2 separate regions of the Mus musculus genome follow, and region 1 is linked to region 2. Evidence: chromatin contacts called from public HiChIP or PLAC-seq data. All regions are on one chromosome and are shown on one strand. Each heading gives the region's core, a stretch centred on a gene start, on an enhancer-like site or on the middle of the called end of the contact. The rest is flanking DNA. Distances are from core to core; before and after follow the strand shown. Region 1 has its middle 15 kb from the start of Zscan2. Region 2 has its middle 16 kb from the start of Idh2.

What was found. HiChIP or PLAC-seq counts read pairs in DNA pulled down with a chosen protein or histone mark.
Region 1: a contact with region 2 is called in an H3K27ac HiChIP or PLAC-seq map of embryonic stem cells, with 2.8 times the contacts expected there. The contact joins two enhancer-like sites. A contact is called at or near these places in 1 of 484 Hi-C or Micro-C datasets (the G1E-ER4 cell line) and 2 of 115 datasets of contacts at active chromatin or transcription factors (embryonic stem cells and memory CD8 T cells).

The regions. Positions count from the first base shown.
Region 1 is chr7:80,842,299-80,848,893 of GRCm38.p6, forward strand. No RefSeq gene overlaps it. Among named protein-coding and RNA genes, the nearest start is that of Zscan2, 15 kb to the right of the region's middle. Within about 2 kb of position 1,838, at least 21 of the 459 cell types and tissues checked have an H3K27ac peak or open chromatin away from gene starts, as enhancers often do. A contact at or near this core is called in embryonic stem cells, where this site is marked.
Region 2 is chr7:80,128,030-80,135,189 of GRCm38.p6, forward strand. No RefSeq gene overlaps it. Among named protein-coding and RNA genes, the nearest start is that of Idh2, 16 kb to the left of the region's middle. Within about 2 kb of position 2,427, at least 54 of the 459 cell types and tissues checked have an H3K27ac peak or open chromatin away from gene starts, as enhancers often do. A contact at or near this core is called in embryonic stem cells, where this site is marked.

The DNA.
Region 1 (6,595 bases), core at 588-3,087, 710 kb after region 2:
AGCAGCCAGGAGGCCAAAGTGCAAGCGAAGGTAACCAAAGGCTTGACTGTAGAGGAAGAGCAGCCCACTCCCTGCTGGAGAGTTCAGCACAGAGGGTGGGGTGTACCAGCCAGGTGAGCTCTGTAACAGGTAGGAGCTGAGGAACTGCAGGGAGAACCTGGGGGCCAGGTCCACTTTGATGTTAAATAGGCACCTCAGCCATTTGACTGGGGTTGGAGACTTAACAATGAGGATTATAGAAAACACAATCCCAAGAAATAATAGAATTGAAACTCTTTGCTTATTAAAAAGTCTTAGAGGTGGTTGTGTATGTGAATTATCAGTCTACATGTGGTTAAACTTTATTTCTACATAATATACTTAGTGTCCAGTTGGCTTGTGAGCAATTGCTCATGTAACTCAAGTTCTCAGTCCAACTTCATTTTGCTCATAGTAAAACTAAAAACTTTAAAGAAGCCAGGCAGTGGTGGCACACACCTTTAATCCCAGCACTTGGGAGGCAGAGGCAGGCAGATTTCTGAGTTTGAGGCCAGCCTGGTCTACAGACAGCCAGGGCTACACAGAGAAACCCTGTCTTAAAAAACAAAACAAAACAAAACAAACAAACAAACAAACAAACAAAAAACAAAAAACAAGGGCTGGAGAGATGGCTCAGTGGTTAAGAGCACTGCTCTTCCAGAGGACATAAGTTCAATTCCCAGCAACCACATGGTGACTGATGCCCTCTTCTGGTGTGTCTGAAGACAGTGACAATATATTCACATACATTAAATAAATACATATATTCAAAAAAAGATTTACTAAAAAACTTTAAAGAAAGAAATGATGATAAAAGGCAAAAATATAATCAGTATGGCCTCACAGGTCAAATGAAAGAATGATTAGTGGTCCTAATTCTTTCTTGAAGACATAAAACGTAAATTTTTTAAATCTGCTTTTAGGGAAAAGATACATAACCACACAGTTCTGGTTCAAGTGTTCTCTCCTTGGTCCTTATCCCAGTTCTGGTTCTAAAACATGGGCCCTTGTTGCTTGAGGCTACAAACTAACTAAAAGATGACTTTTCTACTGCAGGAAGGGTTTTTCCTGCTAGACAACTGCCCTCCCTTGAGACATTAAACTCTTTATTGAAAACATTAAGAGGATGACTCATGTCCATGCCTTAGATATGCCTTGTTTATATATGAGTGTATATATAAAGACAGACATTTTAAGGATTTTAAGGATATTTTTAACCACTGCTGCTTTAAAAACAAACAATTAAGATTTTTTCCCCCCAAGATCTTTAGTTTAGCCAGGCCTATTTAAGAGAAAACCTTAAGTATTTTTAATTGTTATTTTGAGGGTTACCCAGAAACATCATATACTTTAGAGATTATCCTAATGTGTTGTACCTTAATTTTTTTTTAAGATTTATTTACTTATTTATTTAATGTATATGAGTACACTGTAGCTGTCTTCAGACACACCAGAAGAGGGAGTCAGATCTTTTTACAGATGGTTGTGAGTTACCATGTGGTTGCTGAGAGTTGAACTAAGGACCTCTGGAAGAGCAATCAGTACTCTTAACCTCTGAGCCATCTCTAATGGGAGTGAGTGAGGCTTACAAAAAGACAAGACAACTGGACAACATTATAACATGACCCCAGCCAGTGCTGAAGCTGGTATATTTTTTTCTAGACCCTTTTATACCATTCTAGGCACATGCAAAGAATAGGGTCAGTTCTAGGTCAAAGACAAAGTAGTCAAGGAACAAACAAGGCATAAACAAAGGTCCCATGATTACAGTATTCAGGGACTTAACAAGACAGTCAGGATACAAAGAACTCATTCCTCAGCTGTATGCATTTGAGTCTACTTCCTTGTCCTAGCCCAATGTCAAATTCCTGCCAATATCCTTGAAGCGGCTCCAAGAGCTCTGGAACCAAGAGCTAGGGTTTCTATTGCTGTATAGGGACATCAATGACCACGGCAACTCTTATAAAAAAATATTTAATTGGGGCTGGTTTATAGTTTCAAAGGTTTAGTCCAATATCATCACGACTTGATACGAGAGAAGGAGCTGAGAGTTCTACGTCCTGATCCGAAGGAAGCAGGAGACTGTGTGCTACATTGAGCAAAGTTTGAGCATAAAAGACCTAAAAGCCCACCCCACAGTGACACAGTTCCTCCAACAAGGCCACACCTCCTAACAGTGCCATTCCCTACAGGAATCTACACAAACCTATGGGGGCCATTCCTGAAGTGGAAACTCAATGGTCCTTTGGAAAGTCAGTTGTGTTGGATGGTGCAAATACGTGAAGGAATGTTTTCCCAAAGTGGACACGGGTGAAAGGCTAAGGCAGACTTGTGAAGGAATGTTTCACTGAAAAGATGTTCTGCTAACGAAAGCACGTGAAAGGACGCGTGATGAAGGATTCTTTGCTAAGGACATGCGTGTATTGGTCCACCTCACATCTCTTACTGAGCTCCACATGTTGAGATTCCATAGACAGGAGTGCACCAAAAAAGTTCTGGTGGTGTGCCCCAGCTTCTTGCCACTTCTGCGGACTCAGTCTGACCGGCAGAGTAATGTCAGCTGAGACTGACTCACGTGCTGAGACAAGACGTATGCTGAGGCAAGACCCGTGGAGAAACGTGATATTGGGAGGGTATAGAACCCGTCGGGCATCTTCACTGATCTGCACTTCCTTGAGAGAAGCACAGCTGAGAACTTTGCCTGGCATTCCTTCTGGGTTCCTCCTGCTGACTCCAGCCAAGGCTGAGGCCTGGCTGTCTCTGCTGGGCAATACCACTGCTGCTGATTCCTGTTTGCTCTACCAAACTGGACTGCTTGGTGTTTGTGAGTGGATCAACCTGCTGCTGCTAACCTGTGAACTGAACTGCCAATTTCCAGACAACACAGATGGGAGTTGCTCCAAAGAACCTTTCTGAACAGGTCCACTTCCACGTTTCTTTTCTTTCCCACTACCTCTGGTGGTGGGCGACAAGGGAGGTTAAAGCATTTAAGAACCATCATTAAAAATAGGATTTGAGCCGGGCGGTGGTGGCGCACTCCTTTAATCCCAGCACTCGGGAGGCAGAGGCAGGTGGATTTCTGAGTTCGAGGCCAGCCTGGTCTACAGAGTGAGTTCCAGGATAGCCAGGGCTATAAAGAAAACCAAAAAAAAAAAAAAAAAAAAAAAAAAAAAAAAAAAAAAGGATTTGAAAAAAATTAAAGCTACACATTCCTATTCAAACCAGCACACTGGTGTCATTCACCTGAGGCCACTTTCCGAGGCTGTCCCAGCATTCTGCACAAAGGGTCACAGCTAGGCCTTAGCTAGGCCTTAGCTGAGAACCTCTACTCTAGCTAGGCCACTCTGCAGCTCCCTCCCTCTGCTTTCTTCTCTCTCCCCACCCCCCTCAGTATATTGCCCTCAAACTCTTGGGTGGCCTTTAGGTAGGTGGAACTAGAGACATGTGCTCCTGACTTACTCTGCCCTTTCTCTGATGGTTCTGGACCCTGACTGCCGGGTGCCTGTCTTGCCCTCTCCCATGGCGACTTCGGTGTACTTGTTTGTGATGTTTCTGCCACCCATGGGCCCTTCACTTCCTCAACTCTATGATTTATGCCTCCACAGGACAATCACATCAGAAAACGCTTCCATCTCAGTCCCGCTCCATCCTTACTCCGGCTCTGTGTCCTCCCGGGGCCCAGGAGGGAGCACTGCTTGTCCCCACCACTTCTGTGTTCTTTCTACTCCTCCCCAGCAGTCTGGACTCCGAGGTTTGTTCCTCATCCTGGTTCCTCCTTAGTAGGCGGGGTCTCCCCAAATCACTGTCTAATCCGCGGGTTTCTTTCTCCAAGCAGGGAATTCCCCACATCTCCTCCTTCAGCTTCCAGGCTGTTCGATGTGCTCTGTCTGCTCAGACAAAAAGGTGTGACCGGCTCCACCTCGTTCCAGGCCTGTCCCTTTCCTCCCAGCTGGCTGGCCCGGGGAGTGAGGAGGAGACTGAGGAACTTGCAATGGTTGTAAGCAGGGATCCGAGCCTCGGGCTACTCTGCAGATTCATTTCTTGCCTCTTCCTCTCTGAGATCTGCCTGAAGTCCTGATGTGTGCTTAAGAGCTTCCGCGGCACTGCACAATTTCCTCCGCAAACATTTCAATCTTTAATTTGGAACTTAGCGCCCGAGCACAGGACTTACTCTGGCTTCACACTGGCTCCTCCAAAGGAAGCTAAGGGCGAAGGGAGGGTGGTCATCATAGAAGCAGACAGTCTGTGCATTGTTTACCTGGAAACTTACAAGTGAGTGTAGAAATAATTTTTAAATTCCAAGTTTTCCTTTCCCAGTCTCGGCTCTCAGAGTGATGACTCTGAGACGACTTAGTTATTATTAAATGCCTAGGCCATAAGCTTTGGCTCACTCTCTGACTAGTTCTTACCTTATTTAACCATTTAATCTATTCTATGTCTATCACTTGGTTAGTGATTCGGTACTCACTGGCTCCTTCCTTCTTGTCTCCTCAGAGTCTCTCAGAGTTCCTCCACCTGCTGGTTTACCCCTGTCTCCTCAGTCTGTTTCCCATCTCCTCTTATTCCCCCATGGCTCTCTTTTCTCTTACTATTTCCCAGAATCCTCTGCCTTCCTGCCAATGTCCCGCCTCTTATTTCCTGCCTCAGATCATTGGCCATTGGCTTTTTATTGGCAGGTGGTGCTTTTAAGCGATTCTCTCTACAAACGTTCCCGACTCTCTCTCTTTTTTGTGTATCCAGATACACTTGCCTATGCACTCACTCACAGATGAGGCCAAGGTCAGAGGTCACTGTCAGATGTCATCCTCTACTGCTCCCCACCCTACTTTTAGAGACAGGGTCTCTCCCAGAACCTGGACCTCACCAACTGGCTAGACTGGGCAGCAGACCCCAGGGCTCTTTCTGTCCCGCCTCAATGTTGGGGAGGCAGGCATAGACCATATCTAGTTTTTACATGGGTGCTGGGTCTCAACTCAGGTCCTCCTGCTTGATAGCAAGAATTTGTACTGACTAAGCTGTCTGCTCGTGATTCTAGCTGTTCACTTTATTCTATCAGGGGACAGGGTCTCACAAGGCACCCAAAGCTGGCCTGAAACACCAACTTCTCCCGTCTTAGCAGCAGCAGCAGCTGCTGCTGCTGCTGCTTCTTCTTCTTCTTCTTCTTCTTCTTCTTCTTCTTCTTCTTCTTCTTCTTCTTCTTCTTCTTCTTCTCCTTCTCCTCCTTCTCCTCCTCCTCCTCCTCCTCCTCCTCCTCCTCCTTCTTTTTTTGCTTTTTCGAGACAGGGTTTCTCTGTGCAGTCCTGGCTGTCCTGGAACTCACTCTGTAGACCAGGCTGGCCTCCAACTCAGAAATCTGCCTGGATCTGCCTCCCAAGTGCTGGGATTACAGGCGTGTGCCACCACTGCCCTGCTTCATCTCAGCTTCTGATGGTGTTTATGCTCAGGATGAAAATGAATTCCAAGTAGACGAGAGATGTGCTTATGAATACAGAGCAAACACAGTGCAATGCTAAGGCTCATAACTCCAAAGCACAGTGCTGGTTTTTGCTTTATACTGAGCACTTGAGTTTGGTTACCAATACCTACTTAAAACCTGGGTGCAGATAGGCAATAGTGGTGCACAACTTTAATCCCAGCTCTTGAGAGGTAGAGACAGGCAGATCTCTGAGTTCAAAGCCAGCCTAGTCTATAGAGCAGAGTGAGCGAGTTGCAGGTCAAGGCTACACAGAGAAACCTGTCTCAGAAAACAAACAAAACAAAATAAATATCTGGGTGCAGCAGACATTTGATTCCAGTGCTGAGGAGGTAGACAGAGGAGGTACTTGGGACTTGCTTGCTGGCAAGCCTTTAGCCAAATTGGCAAGCTCCAGGTTTAGTAAGAGACTCAGATCAAAAATTTTAAAACGAAAAGCAATTGAGAAAGGCATCTGACTTCTATCTCTGGCCTACACACACACACACACACACACACACACACACACTCAGGCTAAGTTATTTCTCTGCTGGTGAAATGAGCCAATTCAATCCAGATTAGAGTAAGTAATGGCAGGCTTTTGGGGAAGCCTCTCTCAGGCAAGTTCACTGGTCCCGAGGAAGGAGGTCTTGGGGTGGGAGACAGAGGAGAGGAGGAAGAGACTGAGAAGGAGAAAGGAGAAAGAGCACACACATGCAGGGAGAGGGAAAATGCAGAGAAGGGAGAGAAGAGAGAAACAGGGACCAAAATGTCTGGATTATATAGGAAAGAACCTCTGGGGGAGGGGAAGCCCAACCTCTGGGCTAGAAAGTTCAGGGTAGAGGGCAGGGTTTGCCAAGTAGACTGAGGGATGCTGGGAGAACCTGGAGGCCAGGTCTGCTTTGCTATGTTAACTATGCAACCGAGCTGTTTGTAGTCTGAATCTCAATAACACAAACACACACACAGTGTGTGTGTGTGTGTGTGTGTGTGTGTGTGTGTGTGTATGTGTGTGTAGAGGTAGCTCATTGGTTAAGAGCACTTCTGGACTGCTCTTCCAGAGGTCTTGAGTTCGATTCCCAGCAACCACATGGTGGCTCACAGCCATCTGTAATGGATGCCCTG
Region 2 (7,160 bases), core at 1,177-3,676:
CGGTCTCCCCAGTGCTGGGCTTAAAGGTGCACACCGGCACTCTACAAACTTTTCTTTTTTAAGGGTAGAGTTTTACCCTGTTGCCCAGAAAGCAGTCCTACCTTCTCAGCTCTCCAGTCCTGGAGTTTCAGGAGTGAAGAAGCAAATCCAGCTTTTTGTAGTGTGCCTTCCCTTTCTGTGCAGGGAGATTTAATTCTCTTCTTCTCTTGCTCCCTTTACGATTTTCTTTCATTACTATTACTTAACAGAGTTGGGAGTTTGGCCTCCTACTCTTGGGCTCAAACAAAGGCCTTGCCTGCCCCTGCCTTCTAAGTGTGGAGACCACACATGCGCACAAGAACCCCCAACTTATGGGGCTGGAGAGATGGCTCAGCGGTTAAGAGCACTGACTGTTCTTCCGAAGGTCCTGAGTTCAAATCCCAGCAACCACATGGTGGCTCACAACCATCCGTAATGACATCTGACACCCTCTACTGGTGTGTCTGAAGACAGCTTTACCTCTCATAGGCTCTCTTCATGGTGCCAAGCCTCAACTCCTTTGCATGACCCCTTCAGTCCTGGGCCATTGTACTGGCTGGTTTTGTGTGTCAACTTGACACAAGCTGGAGTTATATCACAGAGAAAGGAGTACAGTCATTGCTCTTACCCACTGAGCCATCTCATCAGCCCACCTTTCTAATTCATTTTAGTCAAGTTTATTTATTTTGTTATTTTCTGTGTATGCATATGGGTATGGGTGTTCTGCCTGCATGTATGTCTGGGTACCACATGCATGCCTGGTGTCTTCGGAGGTCAGAAGAAAACACTAGATCCCTGAAACTGGAGTTGTGGATGGTTGTGAGCCATATGAGTGCTGGGAGCCAAACCTAGGTCCTCTGCAGGAACAAGTGTTCCTAAGAGCTGAGCCATCGCCCCAGCCCCGGGATGTTTGATGAATTCGCAGAAATTTTACTTCGGTGACTAAGAGCTATGCCTAGAGCTAGAGACAGCTTGAGCCAGGGATGGCTGCAGGAGGGAGGTGCCGAGTGCTTCCCTGAGGTCTGTATCAGGTTGTGACACTCTACTCTACAAACTAATGACTAGGAGAGGGCTCCAGCCTTGCCCCGTGCCTATCTTACGAAGACTTGATTCCCTTCTCTACAGTTCATTTTATCATCGATATAATATAATATATAATATAATATAATATATAATGTATAATATATAATATAATATAATATAATATAATATAATATGGTGCCGCATGCCTTTAATCCCTGCAGATGCAGGAAAGCTCGAGGCCAGCCTTGTCAACAGAGTGAGTTCCTGGACAGCCAGGGCTACCCAGAGAAACCCTGTCTCAAAAAACAAACATGCAAAAAATAGGTTGAGTGATAGGTTACACCAACCACGTGGTGAATATGTGTGGGCCAAAGGGGAGCTTGGCCAGAGAGGGTGTGGCCAGTGCTACACCAGCAATCATGATTCGGTTTTTTTTCTTGGGGCAAAGTGTAGGATCAGCAGGATTTGGACATTCAAGCCAGCTCATTTGAACACTGGGGTGGGGAGACACAGGCCTGTCCACCTAAGGCACATGGAGAATACCAAACTTGTGAGACAGGCAAGGCAGAAAGACAAATCTCCTGGACTCCGTTTATCTTCTCCCATCCTTTTCCCTCCTCAGTCCATCTTCCTCCCTCCTCCCAACCTCACCACCCCCAGGGCCCCCTACTCAGGTCTCCATTGCCTACTTCTTCTGAGTCATTTTGTAGTCCAGGCTAGATTCAAGCTCACTGTCTCCCTGGGTAAACCTTCCCATGTGCAGAGATTACAAACATCCGCAGGGAGAAGGGAGGCTTAGAGGTTAAAAGCACTTGTTAAAAGGACCCAGATTTGATTCCCAGATCCTACATAGAGGCTCACTACCTCCTCAGGCACCACTTGTGAACCACTGCTAGGCAAAACACTTGTACATACAAAATAATATAAATAAATCTTTTTTTAAAAAGCAACCCCCCTCCCCCATTTACCCTTCAAAGTTCCCATCTGATCCCATCTAGACACTTCACAGTAGGGATGAGAGTCAATGTGAGTCAGCCCGAATCATCAGCCACAGCGGAGGTGCTCAAAGGCAGGCAGGCAGACTTTGTTTTATTTTGAGACAATGTCTCACTATGTATCTCTGGCTGTCCTGGAACTCACTACACACCAGGCTGGCCTTTCCATCCCAAATTCTGGGGTTAAAGATGTGCACTACCTCAATGAGTGGCACTCAGACTACTTGAGAATGGAGGCAGGGGCTTTCCTGAGGCTGCACAGGTGGGCTCCAGCCACAGCTCCCAGCACAAAGGCTCTCCTCAGGAGGCTCGTGCAGTATCAGCCCCATGGACCTCAGGACCTGGTAACTGGAGAGTGTTGTCGGCAGGCTTCGTGCTTAAGCGCTGGGTGGGGCGGGTGCTCCTCCCCTGAGAGGACACAAAAGGTGACCTTTTGCTTTCCTGGCTCCAGAGCAGTTTAACATTCTGATTCTGGGCACCTCCCCCTACCATTGAGCAGAAATCCCAACAACGCTGAGACTTGCATCATGGAGAGCACTGTAGCCAGCCACTGGCCAAGTCCCATAGTCAGGTGCTCCCAAGGTCATCCAGATGGTGTAAATGAGGAGTGGCCGCTGCTCTCGCCCTCAGCCTCCTGATACCTGCATTCTTGGGTTAAGAAACGTCCTCTCAGCCTTCCCTGGTGGGTGTCAGATTCTGGCTGTGATCCATCAGCTCCATCCATGACACTCTCTCCATTGTGTCTCTGCAAAGGCACATAACTAGGGCCTTGTTCTATAATGGTCTCACTTAGGCCTCATAAAAACCCTCTGAGGCTGAGGCTATTCTTATCCTAGTCGGTTCTGTGACTGAGCAACAGGAGCTGAAGGACAGCGCTACCTTGCCTACCACCAGATGATGCCGGACCCATCTGTGGAAATAAAATGTCATTCACTGGCAGCATTTTTCCTGTCTCCTCATGACAGCCTCAGCTTCTACATGACTATCTGCATTTTGGTTTGTTTTGTTTTGCCTTTTGTTTTTTACTTTATCTGTTTGTTTTTAGTTTGGGGGTGTTTTGTTTTGTTTTGGTTTTGGTTTTGGTTTTTTGAGACAGGGTTTCTCTGTATAGCCCTGGCTGTCCTGGAATTCACTTTGTAGACCAGGCTGGCCTCAAACTCAGAAATCCACCTACCTCTGCCTCCCGAGTGCTGGGATCAAAGGCGTGCGCCACCACACCCGGCTAGTTTCTGGCTTGTCTTTCTTTCTTCCTTTCTTTCTTCCTTTCTTTCTTTCTTTCTAAGATTTATTTATTATATCTAAGTACACTGTAAACCCGGCTAGTTTCTGGCTTGTCTTTCTTTCTTTCTTTCTTCCTTTCTTTCTTTCTTTCTTTCTAAGATTTATTTATTATATCTAAGTACACTGTAGCTGTCTTCAGATGCACCAGAAGAGGGCGCCAGATCTCATTATGGATGATTGTGAGCCACGATGTGGTTGCTGGGATTTGAACTCCGGATCTTCGGAAGAACAGTCAGTGCTCTTAACCGCTGAGCCATCTCTCCAGCCCCTAGTTTTTGGTTTTTCAAGACAGGTTTTTCTCAGTAGCCATGACTCAGTAGTCTTGGAACTCTCTCTGTAGACAAGGCGGGCCTGCTTCTGTGTCCCAAGTGGTGGGATTAAAGGCCTGTGCCTCCTTGCTGCTGTGGCTGCCCCTGACACCGACACCACCACTACCTACCACCTTCTGGCTGACTATCTGCATTTTTAAAAAATATTTATTTATTTATTATATGTAAGTACACTGTAGTTGTCTTCAGACACCCCAGTAGAGGGCATCAGATCTCATTATGGATGGTTGTGAACCACCATGTGGTTGCTGGGATTTGAATTCAGGACCTTCAGAAGAGCAGTTAGTGCTCTTAACCACTGAGCCATCTCTCCAGCTCCAGCTCCAACTATCTGCATTTTTGTTGTTGTTGTTGTTGTTGTTTTTGTTTTTTTGAGACAGGGTTTCTCTGTATAGCCCTGGCTGTCCTGGAACTCACTTTGTAGACCAGGCTGGCCTCGAACTCAGAAATCCACCTGCCTCTGCCTCCCAAGTTCTATCTGCATTTTTAATATGCTGTTTGCTACTAAACATTCTCAGCAAAGCCACAGTAGCAGAAAACATGTTCTGAAAGAACTGCTGTGATAAATGCTATGGGCTTACTTCATCTGACAGCTGATGGATGATGGTGAAGGGAAGCCAGAACGGGACCCTGGAGGGGGCACTGAAACACAAGCCGTGGTGGAACACTGCTTCCTGGCTTGCTCTCCATGGCTCTCTCAGCTTCCTATAAAACCCAGGACCAACTGCCTAGGGGTAGCATGGGTTATCCTCCCTCATCAATCACTAGTCAAAAACAATACCTCAAAAGCCTTGACCACAAACCAATTTAATGGAGGCATTTTCTCAGTTGAGGTTCCCTCTTTGCAGTTGACAAAACAAACAACAAACAATCAACACATGCCCTAACCAGCACACGCACAGAAGCAGCCGGAGGAAGAAGCAACACAGGAGATGTGAGACCGTTCCCACCCAGGCCCTCGTCCATCGTGGTAACTCCTGAGTGCCAGTTAATGCTTATAGCCTTACATATTTTTCTCTTTCCTGCTGGCTTTGCCACCAGGGGGCGACGCTCTCCCTCCTGGTTCTAGGGACAGCTCCCCAGGGCCCCAGCAATTGCATGCAGGTTTCTGACTGCAATTCTTCCTTAGTTGTGAGCCACGCTTGAGTTGGCGCATCTGCTGTCTTCCACCACACAGTGACCTCACTTGCAGAATGAGGAGGCTAGTTATTAAACATCAAAAAGATCAAGATTTCCTGATCCTGGTCAATGTCTTTTGGGGTTTTGCTTTATTTTTTTTTTTTCCCATGTTACAAGCACTCTAGAGGTCTCTGTCATTGTTGAGGAGTGAGGGAAATCTGTGGAGTTGGCCTCCCATAATCAATCCAAACCTGAGTATTCATTGCAAGTACTGGCTATTTGCCTGTTTGTTTCTCTTTGGAGTTTTTGTTTGTTTGTTTGTTTGTTTGTTTTGTGGTGTGTTGTTGTTGTTGTTTTTATTTTAGAGACAGGACCTCACTATGTAACTCTGGCTGCCCTGGAACCCATTATATAGGCAGGCTGGTCTTGAATGCACACAGATCAGCCTGTCTCTGCTTCCCAAGTGCTGGGATTAAAGGCTCGTACCACCACTGCCCAACTGTGTGTGTATGTATATGAATGTAAGTGCAGGATATTGCTTTTATTTATGTTTTATGTTTATGTGTGTTTTATCTGCATGCATGTCTATGCATCGTATGCATGCATGGTGCTCATGGAGACCATAAGAGGATTCTGGACCCCCTAGAATTGGAGTTACAGACAGTTGTGAGCTGCTATATGGGTGGGTGCTGGTAATAGAATCAGGCAGGTCCTGTGGGAGATCAGCCAGTGCTCTTTATATATTTTTTTAATTATGTATTTTCCTCAATTACATTTCCAATGCTATCCTAAAAGTCCCCCATACCCTTCCCCCCACTCCCCTACCCACCCATTCCCAATTTTTGGCCCTGGCGTTCCCCTGTACTGGGGCATATAAAGTTCGCGTGTCCAATGGGCCTCTCTTTCCAGTGATGGCCGACTAGGTCATCTTTTGATACATATGCAGCTAGAGTCAAGAGCTCCGGGGTACTGGTTAGTTCATAATGTTGTTGCACCTACAAGGTTGCAGATCTCTTTAGCTCCTTGGTTACTTTCTCTAGCTCCTCCACTGGGGGCCCTGTGATCCATCCAATAGCTGATAGCCAGTGCTCTTAATGGCTGAGCCATTTCTGCAGCCCCAGGACAGGGACATCTGTTTCTTTATTTGTGTGTGTGCATGTGTGTTGGCACACATGTGAAGCCCAGAGAATAACCTTTCACCATGTGTTTCAGAGATCAAACCCTTCTTCAGGCTTGGCCAGAGCCACCTTTACCAACTGAGCCACTTCTCTGGTCCTGTCTATTTGCCTTCGAACCAGATTTTCCTCTATAATAATTTAGGTCTGAGTTTTATCAGGATGCAAACAAGTTTCCTCTCTTACTTAGCAGTAGTATGGGCACAAGACCTATAGGGAAAGAATTCTGTGATCCACTAGTCAGGTCTGTCAAGGTCAAGACAATTGGGGTATTAAAACCCATGTGCTATTTGCCCAGATAGGTGATAGAAAGGATTAGCTTTTCAAATTGGGAAGAATACAGATTCTATAGGCGGTGTGGTGGTTTTACACTCTTTGCTGTGTGTAATTAATGTTGTAACTAAGAACTAAGTATATTTAGGCTGGCAGGCTATCTCAGTGCAGACCACTTGTCTAGCAAGCATGATGGCTTGGGTTCCATCTCCAGCACCTCAGAAGGGGCTAGGGGATCATGTCTGTATTAGTCAGGCAGGGTTAGAGAGACTGCAAGCAGCAGCTGTTAGAGTTTAGACATCTCTCTCCAAACTCCAGGCCCAGCTAACGGGACAGGTGCCAAGATTCTCAGGCAAGGCCTCTTGGCACGTAGACCCATGGAGATGGGGGAGGGGCAAGGCTCGGAAATGGCCTGGCAGGAGGAATGCTGAGTTTGTTTTCTTGCCAGAGGCAGGCACAGGATGTACCCAACTCAGCAAGCTCCCCACTCCAATGCAAATGGACAGAGATTCTGTGGGGTCTGAAATTTCCATGGCTGATTGGCAAGGCAGGGGAGGTCTGTCTAAGAGGGTGGAAGCAGGCATGGAGTCGGGAGAATGGGCTGTACTCGGGAAAGGAACCTCAGCCAAATTTCAGACAGGTCTGGTATGCTGCCTCCGTGGGTAAACACAGTGTGTCAAGCCCCAGGACCCTCATGGGTGAAGGAGAGAGCCACCTTGCACTCCCCCTGTCCTCACCTCCACACACCTGCTGTGTCATCCCTCCCATAAATAAGTAGATGCAAGTTAATATTTGCCAGGGCTCAGACAGGCCTTGAACTTAGGTTCTTCTCCATGAGCGTCTGGAGAAGCTGGGAGTCAGACTCAGACACAGATGCCCTAAGTGGGGACAGGAGACGAGCAGGAGAAGGAGGTGGGTTGAAAGCAGACAGGATGTAAGCACTGGGG